7 separate regions of the Mus musculus genome follow, and regions 2, 3, 4, 5, 6 and 7 are each linked to region 1. The links are chromatin contacts, called in public HiChIP or PLAC-seq, capture Hi-C and promoter capture Hi-C maps. All regions are on one chromosome and are shown on one strand. The core of a region is the stretch at or near the end of the contact, and the rest is flanking DNA. Distances in the headings are between cores, read along the strand shown. Region 1 holds the start of Mogat1 (monoacylglycerol O-acyltransferase 1). Region 2 holds the start of Serpine2 (serine (or cysteine) peptidase inhibitor, clade E, member 2). Region 3 holds the start of Mrpl44 (mitochondrial ribosomal protein L44). Region 4 overlaps Wdfy1 (WD repeat and FYVE domain containing 1). Region 5 holds the start of Ap1s3 (adaptor-related protein complex AP-1, sigma 3). Region 6 has its middle 27 kb from the start of Ap1s3. Region 7 holds the start of Cul3 (cullin 3).

Region 1 (3,210 bases), core at 689-3,188:
TTCCAAACAGAAGGCGCTCGAATCCAACCCAAACATGTAGTTGGGTCTAGGCAGAAAAGCCCGGGAGCGAAGGCAACCCGAAAATAGAAAACTAACAATAGCTCTTTGTCCTGATGTCAAGATGGCAAAGTTTTAATACCTAGGGGCATTACTTACTCATTATGAGTTGAGGGATCCAGAAATGAATTGGCAGCCATTGAGAGACTAAAATGAAACTTTGTATAGCACCCACTTTCTAGATGGGACCATCACTACATTTGGGAGACCATAGTTGCCCCCAATTTACCCAGCTGTATATTGAAAAGCTGTATATTGTCTTCCATTGTAAGTAAGACAAACCTCGCTTTAGAAACAAAATAGTACGGGCCAGTCATAGTTGCACATGTCTTTAATCCCAACACTTGCCTTGCAAAGGCAGGCAGATCTATGAGTTCTAGGCCAGCATAAAGAGTTCTACAGAGCAAGTTCTTCTGGGACAGCCAGGGCTACATAGAGGAAATATGAGAGAGAGGGGGGGGAGGGGGAAGAGGGGGAGAGAGGGAGAGAGAGAGAGAGAGAGAGAGAGAGAGAAAGGGGGAGGGGGAAAGGGGGAAGAGGGGGAGAGAGGGAGAGAGAGAGAGAGAGAGGGAGAGAAAGGGGGAGGGGGAAAGGGGGAAAAGGGGGAGAGAGGGAGAGAGAAAGGGGGAGGGGGAAAGGGGGAAGAGGGGGAGAGAGGGAGAGAGGGAGAGAGGGAGAGAGGGAGAGAGGGAGAGAGGGAGAGAGGGAGAGAGGGAGAGAGGGAGAGAGGGAGAGAGGGAGAGAGGGAGAGAGGGAGAGGAATCCAAAGCAGGGAGTCCCACAGTAGGTGAACACTGTCTGACCAGGCAGACCCAGGAACCAGAGGCTGTGCGCAGTAGGGTAGGGACTGTGTCTGGTGAGTGTTTGGCACGGCGGAGCTCTTACCGAGCAGGAGGAAGGACAGGACCCACTGCAGCACCGCAGCGGTCTGTAGGCACCGTGCCAGCGGGGTGTTGAGTGGCGCGAACTCGACCATCATGGTTCTACCCGGAGGACTCCTTTCGCAGGATTTGTGGTACTGCTACCGACTGGGAGGCCGAGGCTCCAGCTGGCCGGAAAGGAACCAATTCGCCCTGGGGCAGGAGGTGAGGGAGGGTGCGCGGCGTTGAGGCGGGGTGCTGGGGATCACTAATCACAGCTTGAGGCAGAACCCTGGTCACTCGTGGGAGAGGTCAGCCTGCCTGCCCAATCGCTAGGGCCTGGGCCTCCACCCGTATTTGACCATTGTTCATCTGATAGACCGCCTAGCACTCAGCTCCAGCATCCACCCATAAACCCACCTCATCCTCTGAAGCCAAGAATTGGGGAGTGGGTAGTTTGGTTAGTTCTTTGAGGTCCAGCACTAGCTGGAGGAAAGTGTGGGACTTGCGTTTATTAGTGTGGGTCTCCACACTACCCCCCCCCCCAAGGTGTGTGCGTATGCGAGTGCACGCACGGGTCTCTCTTTTTGTGTTTTCTTTTGTGTCCTAAAATTCCTACACAAATCCTGGATGATTTCCTTTCATTCATTCTCTTAACCCATATATACTGAAAGCCCACCAAATCTCCATTATCTTGTGAGAAAATGACCTTTTTGGGGGGGGGGCAGGAAAAAATCTAAGCAAACTAACCATACAACTGAATAGTATACAATTACAAGACCCTATTATAAACGCTAGAGTGAAAGAGTTAGAATCCGGTGGGACAACTTCTTGTGCCTGTTTCTTTCTCAGCGTTTACCTGCATAGTTTTCTTAAATGTGTGCACAGCAGCATGTGGAGAGACCAGAAGTGAACCTCAGATATGTTTCTCAATACTATCTTAGCCCTCGACTTTGGTTTTTGAGATAGAGTCAACGGAGCTTGGGACTCACCCAATTAGGCTGCTCTGGCAAAAGCTCCCAAAAGCTCTGGGCGTGCTCTGGTATTACCTCACCAGCCTGACTTTTTACCTGAATTCTGGACATCAGATTCAGATTTTTCACGCTTGCAAGCATTTTAACAGTTGAGCTGTCTTTCCAGCCCTTGAGTTTTAAATGATTGCTTTAATTAACTGAAGAGGTCTACAGGCAAAGGGAAATGTGTGTGCAAAGGTCTTCCTAAGAAAAGGGGAAGGGCACCATTTGTAACTTCTTGGCAAAACTGTTTTTGTTTGTTTGTTTGTTTTAGTTTTGTTTTTCTGGTCGAAGAGGTACTTTCTTCTTTCTTAGAGTTCTTTCTGAGCCACCCTCCATGCTAGGTGGGAGATTCTGTGATTGAATATTATGTCACACACTGTGACAGTCTCTTGCCAGGTATGCCCTGACTCCATAGCAACACTTCGAAGTATTCATGCCAATTTGGAGCTAGGGAAATTGGGACTCAAAGTAGAGGCCAGCCTGGGCTACCAGACCCTGTCTCAACAATTAAAACAACCTACACACACACACACACACACACACAGATAGAGAGACAGAGACAGACAGAGAGGAGAGAGAGAGGAGAGGAGAGGAGAGGAGAGGAGAGGAGAGGAGAGGAGAGGAGAGGAGAGGAGAGGAGAGGAGAGGAGAGGCCAGGCGAGGAGAGGCCAGGCGAGGCCAGGTGAGGCCAGGCGAGGTGAGGGGACGGGAGGGGAGCGGAGAGGGGAGGGGAGCGGAGAGAGAGAGGGGAGGAGGAGAGGAGAGGAGAGGGGAGGGGAAGGGAGGGGAGGGGAGGGGAGAGAGAGAGGAGGAGGGGAGGGGAGAGAGAGAGGAGGAGGGGAGGGGAGAGAGAGAGGAGGAGGAGAGGAAAGGAGAGGAGAGGAGAGGAGAGGAGAGGAGAGGAGAGGAGAGGAGAGGAGAGGAGAGGAGAGGAGAGGAGAGGAGAGGAGAAAAGAGGCGAGAAGAGGAGAGAAGGAGAAGAGCTGTAATTGTAGGTAAGTGCTGAAGACTCTGTCTTGTCCTTTCCTGGAAGCTAGGCAGAACAGAGATGAAATGAAATTCAGATGAAAGATACAAATGGTAGGATATGCAGAACACCTAAAACCCTTGGTCCTAACCACTTAGAATGTTATTGATGATGCATTTGTCACCTCACAGAAAGCAGCTAGTAAAGAACAATTGAATCTTTTGTTGGAGGTGGAGGACTGGCTTGAGAGAGGGACTCCTGTTGCTCAGGTGAGCTGCATTCCATATGTTAATGAACTTGATCTCGTGAC
Region 2 (3,007 bases), core at 105-2,604, 1.3 Mb before region 1:
CACTCACACTTCAAACTTGGCTCTCTAGTATAGTGATTCTCAGTCTGTGAGTCATGACCCCTTGAGGGGTCAAATGACCTTTTCACAGAGATCATCCGGAAACACTGATATTTATATGACAACTCATAACAGTAGCAAAGTCACAGTTATGAAGTAAGAAGGAAAATAATAGTGCTATGGGGGGGGGGGGGCGCACCACAACATGAGGAACCATACCTATTAAAGGGCTGCACCATTAGGAAGGTTGAGAACCACTGCTCTAGTAGTTTCTTATCTGCTTCCCCTCCTATCTGTAGCACTGCACCCTAATCCAGTGCCTTGTGCATCTGAGGCAAGCACCCTACCACCTAGCCACACCCTCAGTCCCTAATGCCTTCATCTGGAAAGCTGCTCTCAGTTTTTCAAGTCACACACACACACACACACACACACTCACACACACGGGTGGGGGAGTGTCTGTCATGGACACAGCTGTGTCAGTGTGGTTGCTCAGAGATCTGAGTTGCTCTAGCACTAGGTGCAGTTTATTTCACAGCCCTAAAGAGATTTACGGCTGTTTTTTCTTCATTGGGGCCAAACATGGGGCCTGATAGGGAGGGCGTTGCACCAAAGGCAACAGAGACTACCATGAAAGTCCCTACAAACCTAACCTGAGCAGAGGACTGAAGAATGCAGAAAGGGACACTCAGGTAACAGACCATGGGACATAACAGCCATCTGTTGCTGGCCTTGGGTCTGATAAGGTCTCAGGGGCTGAAGGTGTAGGTTCAAAACACCTGGATCTTCGGAGCTCTGAGAGTACTTCATGCTATCACCACAAGCAAGGGGTCAGTTTTCTGCATGTCCTTGCTTGTCATGTGCCTAGGAATCCCACAGCCAGCTCATCCACTAAGCAGGGATAAGTTGACTCTGGGGCACCTGGAGGACCTGTTCTAGACCTCCACGTCCTAGCTCCGTTATTTCCATCACCTGCAGGATTGCACACTGTCACCCCCCCCCCAACACCCCCAGACGACGCGTCTTGCGTCTCAGGGGCACACCACTGGCTTCTGTGTCGCCCACTCCTCTCCACTCCCCACAGGCTCATCCGGACGATCCACGTGCAGCTCGACCGGGGGTTGGCGCCGCACCTCGAGCCCGGCGCGTCTGGCCGGAGCTTTCTGGGGACCCGAACCCCCCAACCCCCGCGAGAGGGCGGCATCTGGCGACCGCGGGTCGGGCAGGGGGGCGTCCTAAAGTCCCCTGCGGTGCAGAGACGTTGCGGCCGGCTGCCACACAAAGGCGGCGGCGGGAAGGCGGGGCGGGGCGGGCCGGGGGGCGGGGGAGGCAGGAAGGGGCGGGGGCGGCGGCGGCGATAAAGCCCCCGCGCGGCCCGGCCGGCTAGTGCAGTGGTTGCACGGGAGTGCGGGCTGCACGCGTCACCGTCACCGCCGCCTGTCCCCCACCGCCGCGCAGCGCCGATCTCCCTCCCGGTTTCGGCCGCCACCTGGGGATCCAAGCGAGGACGGGTGAGTAGCAGCTGCGGGGTTCCCGCTGCTCGGAGGGGAGCCGGGGACTGTCCCCGGGGCAGCACCGCGACCGGTTGCTGGGGCGGGAACTTTCTCGAACCGCCTCGGGCCCCGCTGCGAGCGCTCCTGGCTCCCGCGTCCCTGTCCCCGAGGGTTTGGGCGTCCAGGTGTGCCGGAGGCTGACGGAACGCTCGCCGAGCTCGGGGTGGGTCCAGCAGGACTGCAAACCGTGACCCTGAACCCGAGGCGACTGGGCACTCACGGGTAGCACCGACCCCACACTTTTCCCGTGCGCGGGTCCCTGTCCCGGGCGACCGGCTCTCACTTGTAACCTTTGCCTGTGCAGTGTGGAGGTGGGCAGCGGTTTGGGGAAGGACTTCAGTTCACACTGGCCTTTGCAACAGGCTTGTCCCTAGGATACAGTAGCAGCTCTTTGCGATTTCTTATTTATTTTCATCATCTGTGGACCAGGGAATTGCGAGGCCGGTGAGTGACTCCAGGTAAGGTGAAAGTACTCAGAAATCCTCGGAGGAATTAGGTATTTAATTTGCCCCCACGATGAGCAGAGAGGGAAAGCTGCTATTACATAAGACAGCACTCCACCTTCAGGTATTAGGGAAGGTGCTGTTGAGGATTTTTAGTGTTTTAATGAACAAAACAGAATCTCCGCGTGTCTCTCCAGAGAAATCTCCAAACGCCGCTGGATCTTGCTTTGACTACTTTGCTGGGAACGTTCTTATATTTAGCATGAACATAAAAAGGTGTTTGAAGGTTTAACTTTTCTCTTTCAAGCCAGGAGGCAGTTTACTTTTCTGAACTGTTCTAGAACAATTGATCTGATCATCTTGTACTTTGGAGATTTTGTATCTGAATGGGAATACAGATAATGGGAGAAATGTCAGCATTACCGATTTGTGTATCTGAAGCACACTTAAAAATTGAAGGTGCTTTGAACACTTTCTGTGGTTCTAAAACAATAATTATACCCTGTTGGCAACATTTAAGCAAAAAAAAAAAAAAAAAAAAAAAAAATCTCAAGAGCTTCGCCACAGATAATGGAACCGTCAACAATGGAGTTTTAGCTGTTTTTTTCAGAGTAGTGTTTGAAATTTTTGTTCAGCTAAGGGTGACTCCTGAAGGTCATGAGCCGATGTCATCGTTCCTTCTTCTTTGAAAGAATCTAGGCAGAAATTTTCTCCCATGAACTTGACAAATTAGCACAGTAAGACAGAAATTGCCGAATCTCTAAAGGATGCTAATTTTCGGCCTCACACATAGGCGACTTGACAGTGGTCAGAGATGGGTTAGGATGGAAGAGTTGCTGCCCTCTTCTAGCCAGTTCTTCTCCCACAGGGTTTGGAACTTTGGCCTTTTCCCCCTCTTGTGGTGGTATTGCTGCGGGGACTCTCGATTCTGTGACCACGTCAGGTCCAGTGGTTTTCACACTCCACTTACTCAGTTGTTCTCTGGACATGTTCAAGACTTGCCCTCAACTGGGG
Region 3 (3,179 bases), core at 451-2,950, 1.3 Mb before region 1:
ACAGATAACCACTGGCAGTCCGTCATTACTGTCTATATATAAGATGTGGGGGTTTCCCTTTGGCTTAACTGCCATATTAAACAGATTGTTCACATCACATTAGGCTGCTCTGCTAGTATTTAAGTTCTCTCTTTCTGCTCTAACAGTGACATTATGCTTTCTACCTGAGTATGAACAAATTATAACTATATAGATTCAGGCCACAAACTGAAAGTAATTATGTTTAGTTTATATATATTTATTTAAAGCTCAGAAATGTCCACTTGAATTTCCAGTTACATAAGTTAATATCAGTCTTATGAGTGTGTCAAAATTTCATAACCACAGGCGAGGGTTGAGGCTGTTCTAATTCAGTGGTAGTGGTAATTGACACAATGGCCTGGTGTGTGCAGGTACACTGTACAGACACACAATTCCAAGAATTAAATGCCTTTTCCTAGAGAAAATTAAATGTCTTTTCCTAGAGAAAAATAATGCCACAATAAAATCCTTTAAAGTTAAAAGAGAGAAGAAAAATAGATCTAAGTTTAAAATCATAAATCTAAATTTGTTTTCTATAGTTTTTTCCAATTTTAACTCATTAATCTTAAAATACCCACCTGTCTATTGGGCAAGGGAATGTAAATTAAGACATGATTCTGAGTCTTGCTTATTAAACCACAATAATTGTGCAATAGAAGGTGTATTCTCACTGGTGTTAGTGTAAAGGGGATTAATATTCTCCTGGAGGGCAATATTAAAATAGTAATCAAAGTCTCAGCTCAGGAATAACTAGCTAACTAGAGACAGTTCCTGCTTCTTTGGTGTTCTAACAATCTAACGGAAGTCAAATGCCAAAGAAACTGTAAGAATGAAGTTGATCTTCGTGTACTTTTGCCCACTAAGACAGAGTATACAGAAAGTGCATGATGCAGGATCGTATATAAGCATGATGCACTTTAGAAAAATCTGTGGGGTTTTTGTTGAGGTTGTTGTTGTTGTTGGCTGTTTTGATTTGTCCGACAACCCCCCCCCCCGCCCCCAGGCAAGAAGATTAATTAGATAAAAAACCTAAACTTTTATCCTCACTCCAGGCAGTGGACATGAAATTCTGTTACACACAGAATTAAATGTTTCTACCCTGGTACGCAATATGGTAGAATTGATGACCCTATTCCTCTTTAAAATACCCAATTGGCCTGAGATTAGGAAGTGACAAAATTGGGTCAATCCCAATCCCAAGCAGTTACCCTCTGGTCGACCCCATTTGCTTATATTCAGCTAGTGAGATTCTGCAGGGGACAGCCCAGCCCCTGTCGCCCAGTTCCTCTGCCCCATGCTGCCTGCAGGAACGTGCCCACCGCAGTTGCCTGCAGCCTGGTGTCCTCGCCGCCACCTTAGCCTCTCCACCCTCCCGAGACGCCTACCGTCGCACTGGCGGCGGCGGGCAGCGTAGCAGGCGCCATCGCTCCAGCTCTTTCTGGAAGCGGAAGGCGGCACGGAATCCCTTCTTCACTCCCCGAACCGGAGGAGCCAGCGTGGGGACGGCCGGAGCCAATAGGCGGCGAGGGCCCTGCTGCAGCAACCGGAATACAGCAGAAGCCATGGCAAGAACAAGGCAATAGGAGGCGGAAGGAAGACAGCCGGAGCGGTGTAGCCCGAACGCGGTTCCCCGGAAACTGGTGCAGCAGCAGAGAGAGGCCTGAACGCTGGAGGACACCGAAGAGGGAGCATGGCTAGTGTACTGCGCGTGCGCAAGTGCTTCTTTCTGCCCATTCTGTAAGTATGGGTGCAGAAATTGTTGAGAAACAGTTGCTTGACCCTATCAGTCTCGCTTGTGTTTATTTCTCATTAAAGCAGAACAAAAACTAGTTTTTAAAGTTCTAAATAAAACACTTAAATTTTCACAAGAAAAACATTTCTTGTTTACATTCAGTCTTAAAAGTTGCAGACCATCATTCCAGCCACTACTGAGGAAATGTTTTCAAAGTTTAAGGCTTCACCCAACCGTTTCCAAAAAGTCTCGCTTACAAAAGCACGTTCAGAAGTGTGTTTAACTTAACCAAAATTAAAGTTTGTATTTTAAAACAACTACTTTCCTCCCACCCTACCCCCCTCCCACAGGGGAAGACTCGGGACCAGGAGGGGTACATAAAAATATTAACAGTGAAATTACAAGTTTTTTTTTTAAAAATCTGTATCAACGTTTGAAGCTTTCCTAACAAAATATGAGTAAAAGACCTGAAGTCAGAAATGGAAGTGTCTCTGCTTCTTTTCCCATAGTTTTTATGGTGAACATCTTTTCCTTGAGAGGCACCTGTATGGTTCTTATACAAGGGAAACAATTCCCCTGCACTCACCCAGTTAGACTCCAGGGTCTTTGTGCCTGCTTTCACAAACAGCTTGTTCATTTTTTTTCTCTTTTTTTATTATTATTATGTATTTTCTTCAATTACATTTACAATGCTATCCCAAAAGTCCCCCCACTCCCTCCCCCCCCCCACTCCCCTACCCACCCATTCCCATTTTTTGGCCCTGGCGTTCCCCTGTACTGGGGCATATAACGTTTGCCTGACCAATGGGCCTCGCTTTCCAGTGATGGCCGACTAGGTCATCTTTTGATGCATATGCAGCTAGAGTCAAGAGCTCTGGGGTACTGGTTAGTTCATAATGTTGTTCCTCTGATAGGGTTGCAGATCTCTTTAGCTCCTTGGATACTTTCTCTAGCTCCTCCATTGGAGGCCCTGTGATCCATCCAATAGCTGACTGTGAGCATCCACTTCTGTGTTTGCTAGGCCCCGGCCTAGTCTCACAAGGGACAGCTATATCAGGGTCCTTTCAGTAAACGCTTGCTAGTGTATGCAATGGTGTCATCGTTTGGAGGCTAATTATGGGATGGATCCCTGGATATGGCAGTCTCTAGATGGTCCATCCTTTTGTCTCAGCTCCAAACTTTGTCTCTGTAACTCCTTCCATGGGTGATTGTTTCCAATTCTAAGAAGGCGCAAAGTGTCCACACTTTGGTCTTCGTTCTTCTTCAGTTTCATGTGTTTTACCAACTTCTTATGCTCGTTTTCTGCTTCTGTAACTCTGCCTATTTGCCTGTCAAATCCTCCATTTGGAAACCCCCTACTCTTGGACGACAAAAAAACCTTATCTTCCCTAGATCTAATGAGGATCTCTTGAACCCCACCTGTATT
Region 4 (3,051 bases), core at 550-3,049, 1.2 Mb before region 1:
TTCTTCCATCCATCAACTATGTGTATGTACGTGTGTGTGTAAGGTTTGTGGGAGAATGTGTTGGAACTGTTCCATCTATCAAATCTGTATGTATATGTATGAAAAGCTTGTTTTACATCATGCTTGTGTGTGTTGGAGCTTGCTCCATCCACCAGCTCTGTGTGTGTGTGTTTATGTACATGCCCTCTTGCACTAACATGTATGTGTAGGTATGTATGTATGAATATACATGAAACACTTAGAGCCTGCTTGTTGGAATTTCGTTCTGTCTACCCACCAAGTAATGTGTGTGTGTGTGTGTGTGTGTGTGTGTGTGTGTGTGTGTGTGTGTGTGTATGTGAAAGGCTTGGGGCCTGCTTGTTGGAGCTTTGCTCCAGCCATCCAGTGTGTGAATATGTATGTGCCTGCCTGCCTGTCTGTCTGTCTATGTGTATGTATGTATGTATTTGTATGTGTGAAGTTACTGGAGCTTGTCCTTGCCTCAACCTTTCTCTGTGTATATGTGTGCATGTTTGAATTTTCTTCCTTTCCTTCTCTCTAATCGCTGGCTGCCATCAGCCGCAGCCCTTGTTGCGTGTTATCAGCACCAACACCCATCAGCTGCCATTAGCACTGATTCTGATGGCCATCACCATACTTTGCTGGTCTTTGGCAATGCTTCATCTTCCTTTGCTTAGGAGTCAATGCTTTAGCAGGAAATATGTGGAAATTTCTAGAAAGGCTTGTTTACTTTTTAAAAACTATACAAAGCTGCTTTTTAAAAATTGAGTTGTATCTTTTATGAACAATTTTGTACAAAAAGGTTTACATTGTAAGGTTTTTATCATCTTTTAGTAAGAGCTGGATAAAATTGGACAAGGCAACTGGGTAGAGTCAGACAGTGTGTTGCAGCGGCCATATTGGTTTGTATTTTTAAAGATGGCTTTCTGCTTATTTCTGTTCCCTGAAGCATAAACCGGAGATAAAAATGTCCACCATCTTTGCCACAGAGTAGCTTGCTTTTTGCAGATCATGAACTTTTCAGGAATACCCGTGTAGGTCTAGAAAGCAAGAAGTCTATATCTACGTAGTTCAGTGCTTTGAGATTACAGGAGCTCAGCAGAGACAAACTTAGAGGGTCGAAGCTTATTGTCTTACATCTTTCAACCTTTTGGGGGACCCTCTTGTCCAGCCTTCTTGCATCTGGTTTCTTAGGTCTTCTCTGCAAGCACTTCGTTCTGCTCCTTTGGGAGTGATCTTATCTGGGCCCAGTCTATTCACAAACCTCTAGGTGTTCCTTCCATTTCATGTCTCCTTGTGGAAGCCAGAGTCCCTTTCATGATCTGTAGTGGCCCTCCGGAAATGTGACCCCTCATAGACTCGAGGATGTCCCCGACTCCCAAGCCTGTCCTAAGCACAAGTTCACTTTGATGGCCAGCAGACCACTGAGTTCTAAGTCCGACACATAGAAGTCTCTAGAGTAGTCTTGTTAAGAAGGGAAAGTGCCCGTCATTTACTTGAAGTTGCCTGATTCTTGTGCCTGAGGCTGCAAACAGTTTAATCCTTCACTCAGTTTGTACTCCTCAGCCTTGTTTGCTCTTAATGGTGATGTTGACAGACACATTCTTAAGGCATGGAGTATTTTTGTGTTTGCTATTTTAGATAGCTGCACTTGAACACAAAGCAAAATCCAATCCTGGCGTTGCACTCACTCCGAAGTGTGTACTTGTGGCTTTGCCAGAAGGTTCCCATGGGCTCTGTGTTGCTGGCCTCATGTCCTAACAAGGATCTAGAGTCAGTGTTGCTCCACAAGTGTCCCCTCCCCTCCCGTCTATCCCTGATTAGTCAGCTTGATGACTGCAGAGCTGGCGAGTGTGCTCATACAGCTTAGCCATATAACTTTAACTCAGCATTTTAAAGGAAAGCTGAGGATTTTGGTCTAAAATATGGATCAGTAGATAAAGACACTTGGCACCAAGCCTGAGGAACCACTTTGGGTCTCCAGAATCCACAGGGTAGAAGAAGAGACCTGATTCCCATAAGTTTTCTTCTGACTTCCACCTATGTGATATGTACATAAGCACACACACACACACACACACACACACACACACTTACTTCAAATAAAAGTATTAAAAAAGAAAACCACATTTTATGCACATTTTCCCATACCTTCTAGTCTTCATAACTATTTTTAGTGACTAAACTATAAGTTACTATGCCATTTGCCAACACATTTCACTATTTACCTTTTTTTCCCCCAAATCCTTGATTCTGTTTTTTCCCTATTTAATTATTTCTTTATAACTAGTTAACAGGGGCTGGTGAGATGGCTCAGCAGGTAAGAGCACTGACTGTTCTTCCAAAGGTCCAGAGTTCAAATCCCAGTAACCACATGGTGGCTCACAACCACCCGTAATGAGATCTGATGCCCTCTTCTGGTGTGTTGAAGTCAGCTACAGTGTTCTCTCTCTCTCTCTCTATCTATCTATCTATCTAATAAAAAAAAAAAGAACTAATTATCAGGCCTGAAATCCCTAAATCCAACTGTACTGGCTAATTTTGTGTCAACTTGACACAGCTGGGGTTATCACAGAGAAAGGAGCTTCAGTTGAGGAAATGCCTCCATGAGATCCAACTGTAAGGCATTTTCTCAATTAGTGATCAAGGGAGAAAGGCCCCTTGTGGGTGGGACCATCTCTGGACTGGTAGTCTTGGGTTCTATAAGAGAGCAGGCTGAGCAAGCCAGGTGAGGCAAGCCAGTAAAGAACATCCCTCCATGGCCTCTGCATCAGCTCCTGCTTCCTGACCTGCTTGAGTTCCAGTCCTGGCTTCCGTGGTGATGAACAGCAGTATGGAAGTGTAAGCCGAATAAACCCTTTCCTCCCCAACTTGTTTCTTGGTCATGATGTTTGTGCAGGAATAGAAACCCTGACTAAGACACCAACAAAGTTGGTTATCTTTGAAAAATGGTAAACACTTGTTTGTACCGCTTGGTTCTCTTCTACCACTGCGTGTTCTGAGGACCTAGCTCAGGCCATCTGGCTCAGAGGCAATTCCTCGACCCAGTGA
Region 5 (3,301 bases), core at 153-2,652, 1.2 Mb before region 1:
CTTGCTAGCCCAGCTGTTGGGGTCTCTTAGCATTTCCTGGGCTTTGTTGCAACTTGTATATCACCTATTGTTCTGTTGGGGACTGTGAGCACCAGTGACATCAGTGACATCAGTGCCCCCTCATTCATCACCAGGGCTCCCCCATAGGGCCTGGCATGAAGGAAAGGCATTAGTGGCAGGAATTCGGGAGCCCAGCTGGAGTTCTCTTTGCTTTCCTGTTCCTAGATGGGGGCTGGGGGGGCACGGGGTGTCTATATCCTGCAGATGGTTCAGATTAGATCCTGGAGAGGAATTCCGTCGACTTATGGGTCTAAGAGCCATTTAGACAAAGGTTAACCTTTAAGAGTCATTGTCTCTCTTTGGGTATATGGCGAAACCAGCCCATTCTCCCCAAATCAATCTGTGCTAAAACTCTGCTTAGAACTCGGAGACCTGGAGATTCTTTATTCCGGCTTAAAACTCCCCTAATTGTTTAGCCAATACCAAGTGGTCTGTCCTGAAACCATACACATAAGAGCAACACTAAAAGACCGAGCAGTAACACACACACACACACACACACACACACACACACACACACGCACACACACACCCCTAAAGAAAAAAGAAGCCACGATTTCAAATGAAACTGCGCCGGGGCAGGGTGGGTGGGTATACCTGGGGAAGAGGGGAATTTAAGGGAAGAAAGGGGAAAATGATGTAATTATATTTTAATTTAAATAACAAAACAGTCTAGGCCTAAAAATCAAGGGGAAGAAAAACAGCTGAAGAAAAACAAACACCACTCCCCCCCCCCCCGAGTTTCAGTACCTTAATGTAATAGAAAACTTTAAGCGGAGAGGGCTATGAATGTTCTTGAATTGCAATTTTGGTAAAAAGCAAAACAAAACTCAAGGGAGTGTGTGTGAAAACATTTTTCATGTATTTCTAGCTCTGGGAACTGCTCTCTCCCTGAGGTGTAGGGCCAGACTGCTTTTTACACTTTTCTCAGGTGTAAAGGCAAGCATCTTCTTTTGGCGGAAGGTCGCCAGTCCCATTCATGAAGCACACAACGTGGCAGCAGAAGAAGGATCGCAGACCCCAGACCAAAAGGGAAGCTGGGGCACCAGGCGCGGTCAGCGCAGAAGGTGCGCGCGCAGGTGTAAGCACTGCCCTGGGTGGGGCTAGCGGTGATGAGGGGCGTGGCGAACTGCGGGGTCCCCGTGGCGCAGGAGAGCAAAGGAAGAACCAGGGGGAGGAGGAGGGAGTGAGAAAGGGTAAAAGGGGGAGCTGGAGCGGGAGGCTTGTGAAGAGGCAGAGAAGGAGTGACACAATTTGAGGAAGCCAGGAGGAAGGTGTGTGGGAGGAGCGGAGGGGAGGAGCAGCCCGGTGCGGGGAGGAGTCTGCAAACTTTCAGTTCAAGGGCATTGTGGGAAGTAGCCATGGTCTGAGGCTAGCGCCTCACCTGTCAGCCGCCCGGGCTGCTACAGTCTCTTCTGGCCCTCGCATCCCGGGCAATCGCTGCTGTAGGGACCCGGGACCATGGTGAGTAGGGCTGAGCATCGTGATGGAGCTGGTCGAGGCGGTGCGCGCTCCAGGTGACACCTGCGGCTCCAGGGCCGAACACGCGGCTGGGGAGGGGGTACGCGCCTAACCTGGCTCTGGGTACCGCCGAGTCACAGGCGAGGGTGGCCCGGCTGCTCCGGACAGTGCAGGTCTCCCCGTTCCTGCGAGTCCCACGGACACCGGGCACCGCTCTTCATTCATTTCAGTCTCTTTCTCTGATCGCTTGGTCCGAGCCAGGCGCTGGGGATGTCGCGGGGGACCAGGTGCTTAACACTGGTAGGAAAGGATGCCTAGGGAAAGAGACGGTGATGGAATGGTGAAATAAAAATAACTTTCCAGAGCGAGGAGAACTCCCAAGCCTCAAGAAACCCGCCTGAGAGGTAATTTTTGATTTGGTGGCCTTTTTGAGGAAGTGACATTTGAGCTCCCCGAGGTGTTTTGGTAGAGCGCAGCAGTTGGAGGGGTGAGCGACTGTGAAGAGGAGAAATGAAACCCCGGTTTGTGGCTGGAGAGGCGGGAGGGATACCAGGTAGCAGTTCTTCATAAAGTAGAGTTTTGGGTTTTGATTCGCTCGAATTTTAACAGGAGTAGTGACCGTATCCATTCTACACTTCCTGAACCCTTTGATTGATGATGGAGAATGGACTGAGATGTGGGGGGGTGGGGGCGTGGGGTGGAATTCCTATCAAGATGAAAGCCCGGAGACCCGCTACACTCAGAAGTGGATATCCAGCTCTGGGTGGAAGCAATACCTGAGGTTTCTCTCGCGCTGGCTTTCTGCTGGGACAGTGACTAGTTTGGTAGCCTGTCCCACTTCCCTGGTTGTGCACACTTCCCAAATTCTCAGAGAAGTGACCTCCTGAAGGCACTCTCTGGATGCACGACAGAGAGCAGGTGACTTTAGAAAGAAGGTTGAGTTGGAGTAGTCCATTGCTGAGACACCCGGACAGATAGCCCAGAGGATGTCGGCAGGGTTCCCAGCGTGCCCATTTTTTGTTTGTTGAGGTAAATGCAGGGTGCAAAAAGGCCCCTGTAAATAACGGAGCAGCTCTCTTGGCTTGCTCAAGTTTCCCAAGGAACAAGGTACCCAGGAAGATAGCTCATTTGCCTAATGGAGGTGGGATGAAGGCTGGTTCCCAAGTATCTATGGAGCCCAAAGCTGCTTACTTCTTGAGGAAGGGGCAGGATTTGAGGTAAGGCCCTGAGTTCTAAACAGCACAAGGTGGGAGTTTTGTTTTTCTCCTCTCGTGTCAAATGACCTTCAGAATCTGGGAAGGTTCTCCAGCTTTCCCTCCAGTCCCTGTCCTCCTGTGTGTGTGTGCGGGCGCGCCTTGCTGTCCCTTGTCAGGAAATAGTGTTACTAGCACTTCTGGCAAAGCCAGCTCCTCCTCTCCATGATCTCCCGCCACCCTTGCAACCTCCAAACCAGGTGGTCATCTTTACCTGTGGCTGCTTGACCTCCATCTGGGTTTGTTCATTTGTTTAGTGGGATAGCAAACTGTTCCTAACTGATAGGACAGGTGTTCATTGGTGGCCTGGAAGCCCGGAAGGATCCCAAAGGGTTTATTAGCGGGTCATAAGATCAAACCCATTTTCATAAGGATGCTAATGCTTTTAATCTGCATTCTAAGGCTGTAGTGAAGGTTTTTTTTTTTTTTTTGAGTTCCAGTGTTTTGAAATATTAATAGCCCAACAAATCCAGCTGTCTTCTATTGGGCTAGATTCTATTGCCAAACTCTAATATGATGCTTCACGG
Region 6 (3,105 bases), core at 591-3,090, 1.2 Mb before region 1:
ATTCCCAGGAAGCGAGTTATTGTTAATGAGCACAATCTACAGATAGTTCTGTTGTGCAGTTTTCCTCAAGCTGTTGGAAGGAGAGGAACTGGAGAGCAGCTCCTAAAAGCTGGGCTGTCTCCACAAAACCACGACACTGAAGGGAGGAGAAGGCCCATGGCAGAAACGTGTTTCTGGATTTACTGGTGTGAAACACCCCCACCACCACTCCCACCACCAACACACACACACACACACACACACACACACACAGTTGTTGTTGAGGCAGGGCTTCATGCAGCCTAGTCAGTCTGCAGACTCTATGGAGCCAACAGTGGCCTTTACCTTGGGATCCTTCCGCCTCTCCTCCCAGTGCTGGGAGCTTGTTGTAAGCCCTTCCCATGCTCTCTTCCTTTTAGGACCTTGTAGAACAGCTCCTAGCCTTTTACCCAGGAGTCCTGCTCCGATCCCCAGGGAATCCCAAATTGCAGTTGTGTACTGAAAATATGTCGGATGTGTCCCAGGTGTGGTAATGTTTATATATGATAAAAAGATAATAGTTACTGATAAGTAAAGTTGGGCAGGCTTGCATACATAAACCTGAACACAAAGCCTGTCAGCTGTTCCTTCAAGAAATATCCCAGCACTGGCCACCAAACAGCATCCGTCCCCATGTTCCAAGCCACTGCCTTCCTGGTTGTCTGTTGGTTTCTGTCAGCCTGCTGTCAGAGCTGGTGCAGCGTGACTCAAATCATGCTAGTCTATAAGCCCAGCTCACAACTCTTGTCCCATCCCAGTATAAGTTCTAAAATGCTCTCATTATCCTTACCCCTCGGATCTGTTATGGCCTCTTACTCTTATCCAGCCACACCTATGTCCTTGTCATCATTTCTCTAACTCATAAAAATATTATTTATTATTCATTTATTTATTGGCAGGGGAGACATGTGGGTGCCAAACTTGGCCTTGGGGCAGGTTTTTCCCCCTATCATTTGAGCTCCCAGGAATTGAACTCTGGTCCTTTGGCTTAGCAGTGACTGCCTTCATCCATTGAGCCATCTTGTCAGCACCGGCCTTCCCACCCCCCCACCCCCCAGCCCCGCCAAGCCTCTATTAGGAAATTTGTGGATAGCTTCATGAGCATATTGTCAGGCACTGTGATGGTCATTTGGCTGATGCTTTGAGGATGTGGTTAAGCGGTAGAGCACTCCCTGGCAAGTGCAAAGTAAGTTCAATCCCCAGAATATGCAGAGTGGATGGAGAGAAACACTTGCTGCACACTGACCCTTAACGACTTGATAAGTTGGGGCTGGAGAGATGGCTCAGCTCTTCCAAAGGTCCTGAGTTCAATACTCAGCCACCACAAGGTTCCTCACAACCATCTGTAAAGGGATCTGATGCCCTCTTCTGGTGTGTCTGGAAATAGCTATAGTATATTCATATACAAAAGAATAAATCTTCAAAACAAAACAAAAACAACTTGGTAAGTTGATCAGTAAAACACAACAGTCCATCTTTTTTTTTTTTTTTTTTTTTTTTTTTTTTTTTGGTGTTTTGAGAAAGGGTTTCTCTGTGTAGCCCTGGCTGTCCTGGAACTCAGTTTGTAGACCAGGCTGGCCTGGAACTCAGAAATCTACCTCCCAACTGCTGGGATTAAAGGCGTGTGTCACCATGCCCGGCACAACAGTCCATCTTTAAAGTAACAGTGCTGGTCCAGTTCGTGTCAGTCAGCTGCTCTGTGAAGTTAAAAAAGCAAGTGATGTGAATTTGCTCAGAGAGTGAGCATGGAGTGGGGCCTTTGGGTGGCTGTTTCCTCACAGCCATCCTTACACCACCACAATTCCCTGGCATGCCACTGACACTTTAGCCAAAGGCTGGAAGTGGTATGAGATAGAGGTACAAGACAGACTGTGGTAAGCCACAGAGACTGTGGGGAGGGGTTGGTTATCCTAAAACAGCAGAGTCTACTGGGGGGGGGGGGGGCAGGGGGAGGAGCCTTCTTACCATGAGACTGTAAGAAGCTGCCCTCAGTTTTATGTTCTTATGGATGCTGTTGTAGTTCCTAAGTTATTTCCACAGAATTTCAGACCTTCCTCCTATGAAGTGATGATGTCTCTTGTCTTCCCCTTAAAAGAGCCCACTTCAGTGACTCACCAGACCAGCCTTGGTAACAGGTCTGGGAAACTGGGAAAAGGTAAAACTATGTGGTTCTGAGGCTAAGTCAGAAAATGGCACCCAGTCCACATCTGTCTGTGGGAAAGCAGCTCCAGCTGCCAGCCGGCGCAGGCATCCAGCCTTGTGAGTGGCCCATCCTGAACATCCTGCACAGATGCAGCCAACAACATCTGGAAAATCATGAGAAACTAGAAACAGGCACAGCTGTGGGACCCTGCTCTCAGATTCCTGACCCACAAAAGTGTGGACAATAAAACAGACTTTGAAAGTCAGTGTTAGTGTGCTTTGTTACACAGCAGTAGTGTCCTGATACATGAAGGCCTGGTCTCCAAGCTCCTCACCGGATTTCCAGCATGCAGAGCTGTCTGCAAAGAAAAGCTGCTGCCCCGAGGTGGCTGCTTTTCTACCAGGGCCAGCTGAGGGCATGTTCTCCTTAAACTCCTTCCCTTTACCTTCCTGAGACCTGCAAGCTTTTCTTTTAACCAACAAGATAACTACATATTACTATATTTATTGGATATAGAGATGCTGGAGGTCTACAGTGTTTTATAAATTATGCACAGTGATTAGAGCAGTCAGAAAAGCTGAGTTACTGAGCTTTCCACAATGAAGCAACTGCCTCTTACATGTAATTTTTGTCCTTTACGCGTGAGTTTTTGTTGACACACAGTTCACTTGTTGAGAAAGCCTTGAGCAGAGCGACGCTCCCGCTGTGGTGAGCTTCCATCCTTGCAGAGGGAAGCAGTGACCCAGCAAATAGGTAACGTGCACAGAGTGCCGGAAAGTAGTAAGTGGGAAGGAAGCAAACAAAAGGAGCCGCAGATGGAAGGCTCAGTGTGTGTGTGTGTGTGTGTGTAGGCAGCTTGCCAAGTTAAACTGTGCTCAGAGTGACACATGTACAAAGATTTTAAAGGAGGAGAGAGCAAAGCCAGAAACAAGGAAAGCGGTCCA
Region 7 (3,257 bases), core at 515-3,014, 1.8 Mb before region 1:
CATTATAACTAAAAATAAGATTTTTAAATCCTCCTTCATAACTGTGTGCATTACCTGCAGTCAAGTCAGTCCTTCCTGATATTCTTATATCCAGGGTTGCTTCTTTCTCCATACCCACATGCATCTTTGACTGCATATTACAAATACTATTGGCTTTTTCTCATGAGAGAGAACATGCAGTTCTTTCGGGAAAGCTGATAAAGTGGCAGAGCTTAGATTAAAGCCAATGGCTTAAAATGTATATTGTAATAAGAAATAGAGCCATATGATAGGACAGCCAATAGAAAAAGGTTTTATATCCTGATAATTATGGAAATGGCAATCAATTAGCATACTAGTTATAAACAACTATGCATCACTCACTATATTCATCAGAGCCCTTCCTTGTTTTACTTAACCCATTCTTGATATTTTATTTTTAGCTTAACTCTCTAAGCTTAGTCATTACAAATAATTTAGGGTCAATTCAACCATAAATAAACAAGCTTTATCAAGTTTTCCCTTTTGGAGGGCGGGGGTGTGTGAAGGGTGTTCAAGACAGGGTTTCTCTGTGTAGCCCTGGCTGTCCTGGAACTCACTCTGTAGACCAGGCTGGCCTCGAACTCAGAAATCCACCTGCCTCTGCTTCCCAAATGCTGGGATTAAGGTCATGGGCCACCAATTTCAATTGTAGGTGCTAATCCCAACAACAGTTCACTCAAAATGGGAAGATCCAAAACTGGGAGAATCTCAGATTTCCCAGGGGCGTTGGAAACAGCAAATGAGCAAGTATGCAAGGTAGATGTAGGATTCATACTGAATTAGAAGCCAAAAGCAGTCGAATTGGACATTTCGACTATAGGATAAGAGTCCCCGAACAAATAGAAAAATGTCTCCAAACCTACAGCAAACTTAATTTCACAGTGCTTTTGGTTTTAATGATCTATACTGTTCTTGGAAATGGTCGTATGTTTAACACAATATTGTAGTATATTAGGCATTTGTTTTATTTCGGCACAAACAAAAACCGGGTTTTAACATTAGTGGGCTCTGGATCCTCCAGAAGGTATCAACTAATGAACAAACCCAGGAGCTTGTACAGTGTAAGAAGGCCGGGTTGATTCTGAGGCGCTGCAACACCTAGCTAAAAACAGGACACTGGTTTCGCAGTCTGCAGGTAACTCAAGCACAAACCCTGCTTTCAAGTTTCTGGCTGGGCTCAAGTACCCATCCCTAGGCCACGTGCCCTAGAAAAACACAGGAGCAGTTCTAGGACGTAGAACCTTCCTCCTCGCACCCCACGCCCTTTCCCAGGACTACCTACCTACTAGGGCCAAGCTCAGCCCCGCCAGCCCACAACACAACACTCCCCTCTCCCCCTTCCGGAAATTCCCCCGCCCACTACCCACGTGACCCACCACCTTCGCGCTCCACCAATCAGAAGCCACCTCAGCCTACTGGGGTCTCCGACGCTCCTCTTTTGAAAACGCAGCCTACGTCTCCTGCACCAGGCCCCGCCCCCCAGGGCGCTGACTACGCCCATTCCTTAATCCACCCCTCTCCCCCCTCCCCACCACGTTCAGACCCCACTTCTCCCTGCGCCCTCCCTTCCCGGGCTTCGCCCCACCCCGCCCCCGACCGCGCGCCCGCCCCGATCTCGCGAGATCTGACGTGCCCGCCGCGGCCTCCCGCCTCCCCTCCCGTCCTCCCGCCCCCTCCCCCATCTCTCCACTCTCCGCTCTCCTCCCTCCCTCCTCCCCCCTCCACCCTCTGGGCCGGATCTCGTCTCGCTGAGGCGGAGGAGGAGAAGGAGGAGGAGGACGTTCGGCCTGCGCAGTGAGATGTTTGTCCGTCGCCGCCGCCGCCGCCATCGCGGAGGAGCGCGATAAAGGGAGCCGAGCCCGGCGCGAGGGGAAGCCCGCGGAGCCGCCGCGCCAGCGCAGCCCCCGGCCGAGCCCGAGCCGCCCGAGCCCGAGCCGCCGCCCCCGCCGCCGCGGCCGCCCAGGGGCCGGCCCGCCGCCCAGCCCAGCCCGGGGGCCGCGCCGCCGCCCCCCGCCGAGCCCCGCGGCTGCCCTCCCGCCTTCAATGTGACACCGGCGCCTCCGAGTGCGAGCCGCAGCCGCCGCCGCCGTCAGCGCCGCCGCCGGGGAGGGGCCGAGCACCATGTCGAATCTGAGCAAAGGCACGGGCAGCCGGAAGGACACCAAGATGCGGATCCGGGCCTTTCCGGTGAGTCGGTCCTCGGCGCCCGGGACCGGGAGCCGCGGCCCGGAGCCGCACGCGAGGCCGGGGCTGAACTCCGCCAACAGGCCGCAGCCGGCCTCCCCTCCCCCCACGGCCGCCGCCGGTGGCGGAGCGCGAGGCTTCCCGGCAACGGGGCGGCGCGGGGCCGGGTCGGCCACCTCCGGGGCCGTTCCCCGCGCCCCGGCCGCCCCGGGGCCTCCTTCGCTCGGGCCTCGGGGGCCGCGGCCCTGAGGGGATGCGCGCTGTGGCCGCCGCACCCGTCGCGTGGGGCGTGTGTGTAACTTTTAGCGTGCGGTTTCCAGAAGGAGCCGGCTCGGCTTTTACGGCGGTGGGGAGGACTGTCCACCTCTGCTCGACTCCGTAGTCAGGGGCGGTCTTGCCATCCCACTGCCCCACTCACTGACAGAGATGCTAGAAATGCCCACTGGCAAAACACTAGGAGCATAGTATTTATAGCATCCTTGATCCTGCAAAGCTTCCTAAGCGCTTGACCCACTCCGGTTCAGAATCGCCCCTCCACTTCTTGGAGGGCCAGGCACAGCTTTTCCGTGTCTTAGTCAAGGAGGTCCCCAAGAATAGTTGCCACTCAGACTTGTTTTACCTTGTACGTTTTTAGCGACAGCAAACATTTGCTCTTCAGAAACTTTTCCTCTTGGCGTTACGTTGAGTCATAGGCTTGCGGTGTTTAGTAGATGGAGTAGTATGTAACTTTGGATGTCATGCCTCGATCAGATAGCCAGTGGCAGGCAATTAAAATGTCCTGTTGTAACAAACTGGACGTACTTGCTCGTGTCGCTACAGTGACAGGTAAATGTCAAATAGACAAGCCATCAGTGGAGCAGAATTGTAAAAGTAAAACGGAGGGAGGTTGTTTTTCCCTTCTAAGACTCATAAGCATTCTGTCGTGTGGGAGGGGAAGGGGGCCTTTGTCATCACTTTTTGAACAGGCTTTTCCTGAAGTACCCTTTGCTGTGAGGAATGAAAGACCACGATAGTATTGTCTGAGTTAAGTAACTTTGCCTTGGAGAACTTGA

The links. Promoter capture Hi-C pulls out the DNA fragments that hold promoters and counts their contacts. HiChIP or PLAC-seq counts read pairs in DNA pulled down with a chosen protein or histone mark. Capture Hi-C pulls out chosen DNA fragments and counts their contacts.
Region 2: a contact with region 1 is called in a capture Hi-C map of embryonic stem cells, with 4 times the contacts expected there. The contact joins the promoter of Serpine2 here to the promoter of Mogat1 in region 1. A contact is called at or near these places in 5 of 39 promoter capture datasets (liver, neutrophils, pre-B cells and 1 more), 1 of 115 datasets of contacts at active chromatin or transcription factors (embryonic stem cells) and 1 of 9 other capture datasets (embryonic stem cells).
Region 3: a promoter capture Hi-C map of liver shows a contact between it and region 1, with 6 times the contacts expected there. The contact joins the promoter of Mrpl44 here to the promoter of Mogat1 in region 1. A contact is called at or near these places in 14 of 39 promoter capture datasets (the 3T3-L1 cell line, 3T3-L1-derived adipocytes, the C10 cell line and 8 more), 1 of 484 Hi-C or Micro-C datasets (bone marrow-derived macrophages) and 5 of 115 datasets of contacts at active chromatin or transcription factors (astrocytes, embryonic stem cells and stem cell-derived neural progenitor cells).
Region 4: a promoter capture Hi-C map of liver shows a contact between it and region 1. The contact joins the enhancer-like site here to the promoter of Mogat1 in region 1. A contact is called at or near these places in 9 of 39 promoter capture datasets (the 3T3-L1 cell line, cranial neural crest, embryonic stem cells and 5 more) and 1 of 9 other capture datasets (pancreatic islet).
Region 5: a contact with region 1 is called in a promoter capture Hi-C map of liver, with 13 times the contacts expected there. The contact joins the promoter of Ap1s3 here to the promoter of Mogat1 in region 1. A contact is called at or near these places in 19 of 39 promoter capture datasets (the 3T3-L1 cell line, 3T3-L1-derived adipocytes, the C10 cell line and 10 more), 2 of 15 datasets of contacts at CTCF or cohesin (embryonic stem cells and large pre-B cells), 13 of 484 Hi-C or Micro-C datasets (B cells, the C10 cell line, cerebral cortex and 8 more), 3 of 115 datasets of contacts at active chromatin or transcription factors (bone marrow-derived macrophages, embryonic stem cells and extraembryonic endoderm stem cells) and 3 of 9 other capture datasets (adipose tissue, embryonic stem cells and liver).
Region 6: a promoter capture Hi-C map of liver shows a contact between it and region 1, with 8 times the contacts expected there. The contact joins the enhancer-like site here to the promoter of Mogat1 in region 1. A contact is called at or near these places in 16 of 39 promoter capture datasets (the 3T3-L1 cell line, 3T3-L1-derived adipocytes, the C10 cell line and 9 more), 2 of 15 datasets of contacts at CTCF or cohesin (embryonic stem cells and large pre-B cells), 9 of 484 Hi-C or Micro-C datasets (B cells, cerebral cortex, cortical neurons and 4 more), 1 of 115 datasets of contacts at active chromatin or transcription factors (embryonic fibroblasts) and 1 of 9 other capture datasets (embryonic stem cells).
Region 7: a contact with region 1 is called in an H3K27ac HiChIP or PLAC-seq map of embryonic stem cells, with 8 times the contacts expected there. The contact joins the promoter of Cul3 here to the promoter of Mogat1 in region 1. A contact is called at or near these places in 1 of 39 promoter capture datasets (pre-B cells) and 2 of 115 datasets of contacts at active chromatin or transcription factors (embryonic stem cells and large pre-B cells).

Annotation. Positions count from the first base shown.
Region 1 is chr1:78,509,788-78,512,997 of GRCm38.p6, reverse strand. It overlaps Mogat1 (monoacylglycerol O-acyltransferase 1), which reads right to left and starts at 1,938. Exons shown (of 7, transcript NM_026713.3): 1 at 1,910-1,938; 2 at 943-1,130. The coding sequence starts at 1,036.
Region 2 is chr1:79,857,012-79,860,018 of GRCm38.p6, reverse strand. It overlaps Serpine2 (serine (or cysteine) peptidase inhibitor, clade E, member 2), which reads left to right and starts at 1,354. Exons shown (of 9, transcript NM_009255.4): 1 at 1,354-1,508.
Region 3 is chr1:79,774,539-79,777,717 of GRCm38.p6, reverse strand. It overlaps Mrpl44 (mitochondrial ribosomal protein L44), which reads right to left and starts at 1,700. Exons shown (of 4, transcript NM_001081210.1): 1 at 1,407-1,700. The coding sequence starts at 1,585. It also overlaps a transcript of Wdfy1 not described here.
Region 4 is chr1:79,744,914-79,747,964 of GRCm38.p6, reverse strand. The region is part of intron 1 of Wdfy1 (WD repeat and FYVE domain containing 1); the gene reads left to right. Among named protein-coding and RNA genes, the nearest start is that of Wdfy1, 15 kb to the left of the region's middle. Within about 2 kb of position 1,799, at least 63 of the 459 cell types and tissues checked have an H3K27ac peak or open chromatin away from gene starts, as enhancers often do. A contact at or near this core is called in liver, where this site is marked.
Region 5 is chr1:79,670,073-79,673,373 of GRCm38.p6, reverse strand. It overlaps Ap1s3 (adaptor-related protein complex AP-1, sigma 3), which reads left to right and starts at 1,402. Exons shown (of 5, transcript NM_183027.2): 1 at 1,402-1,524. The coding sequence starts at 1,522.
Region 6 is chr1:79,697,441-79,700,545 of GRCm38.p6, reverse strand. No RefSeq gene overlaps it. Among named protein-coding and RNA genes, the nearest start is that of Ap1s3, 27 kb to the right of the region's middle. Within about 2 kb of position 1,840, at least 87 of the 459 cell types and tissues checked have an H3K27ac peak or open chromatin away from gene starts, as enhancers often do. A contact at or near this core is called in stem cell-derived neural stem cells, where this site is marked.
Region 7 is chr1:80,339,197-80,342,453 of GRCm38.p6, reverse strand. It overlaps Cul3 (cullin 3), which reads left to right and starts at 1,764. Exons shown (of 16, transcript NM_016716.5): 1 at 1,764-2,208. The coding sequence starts at 2,143. Gm39667 (a long non-coding RNA gene) reads right to left here and starts at 1,541. Exons shown (of 2, transcript XR_865570.2): 1 at 1,304-1,541; 2 at 1-1,226.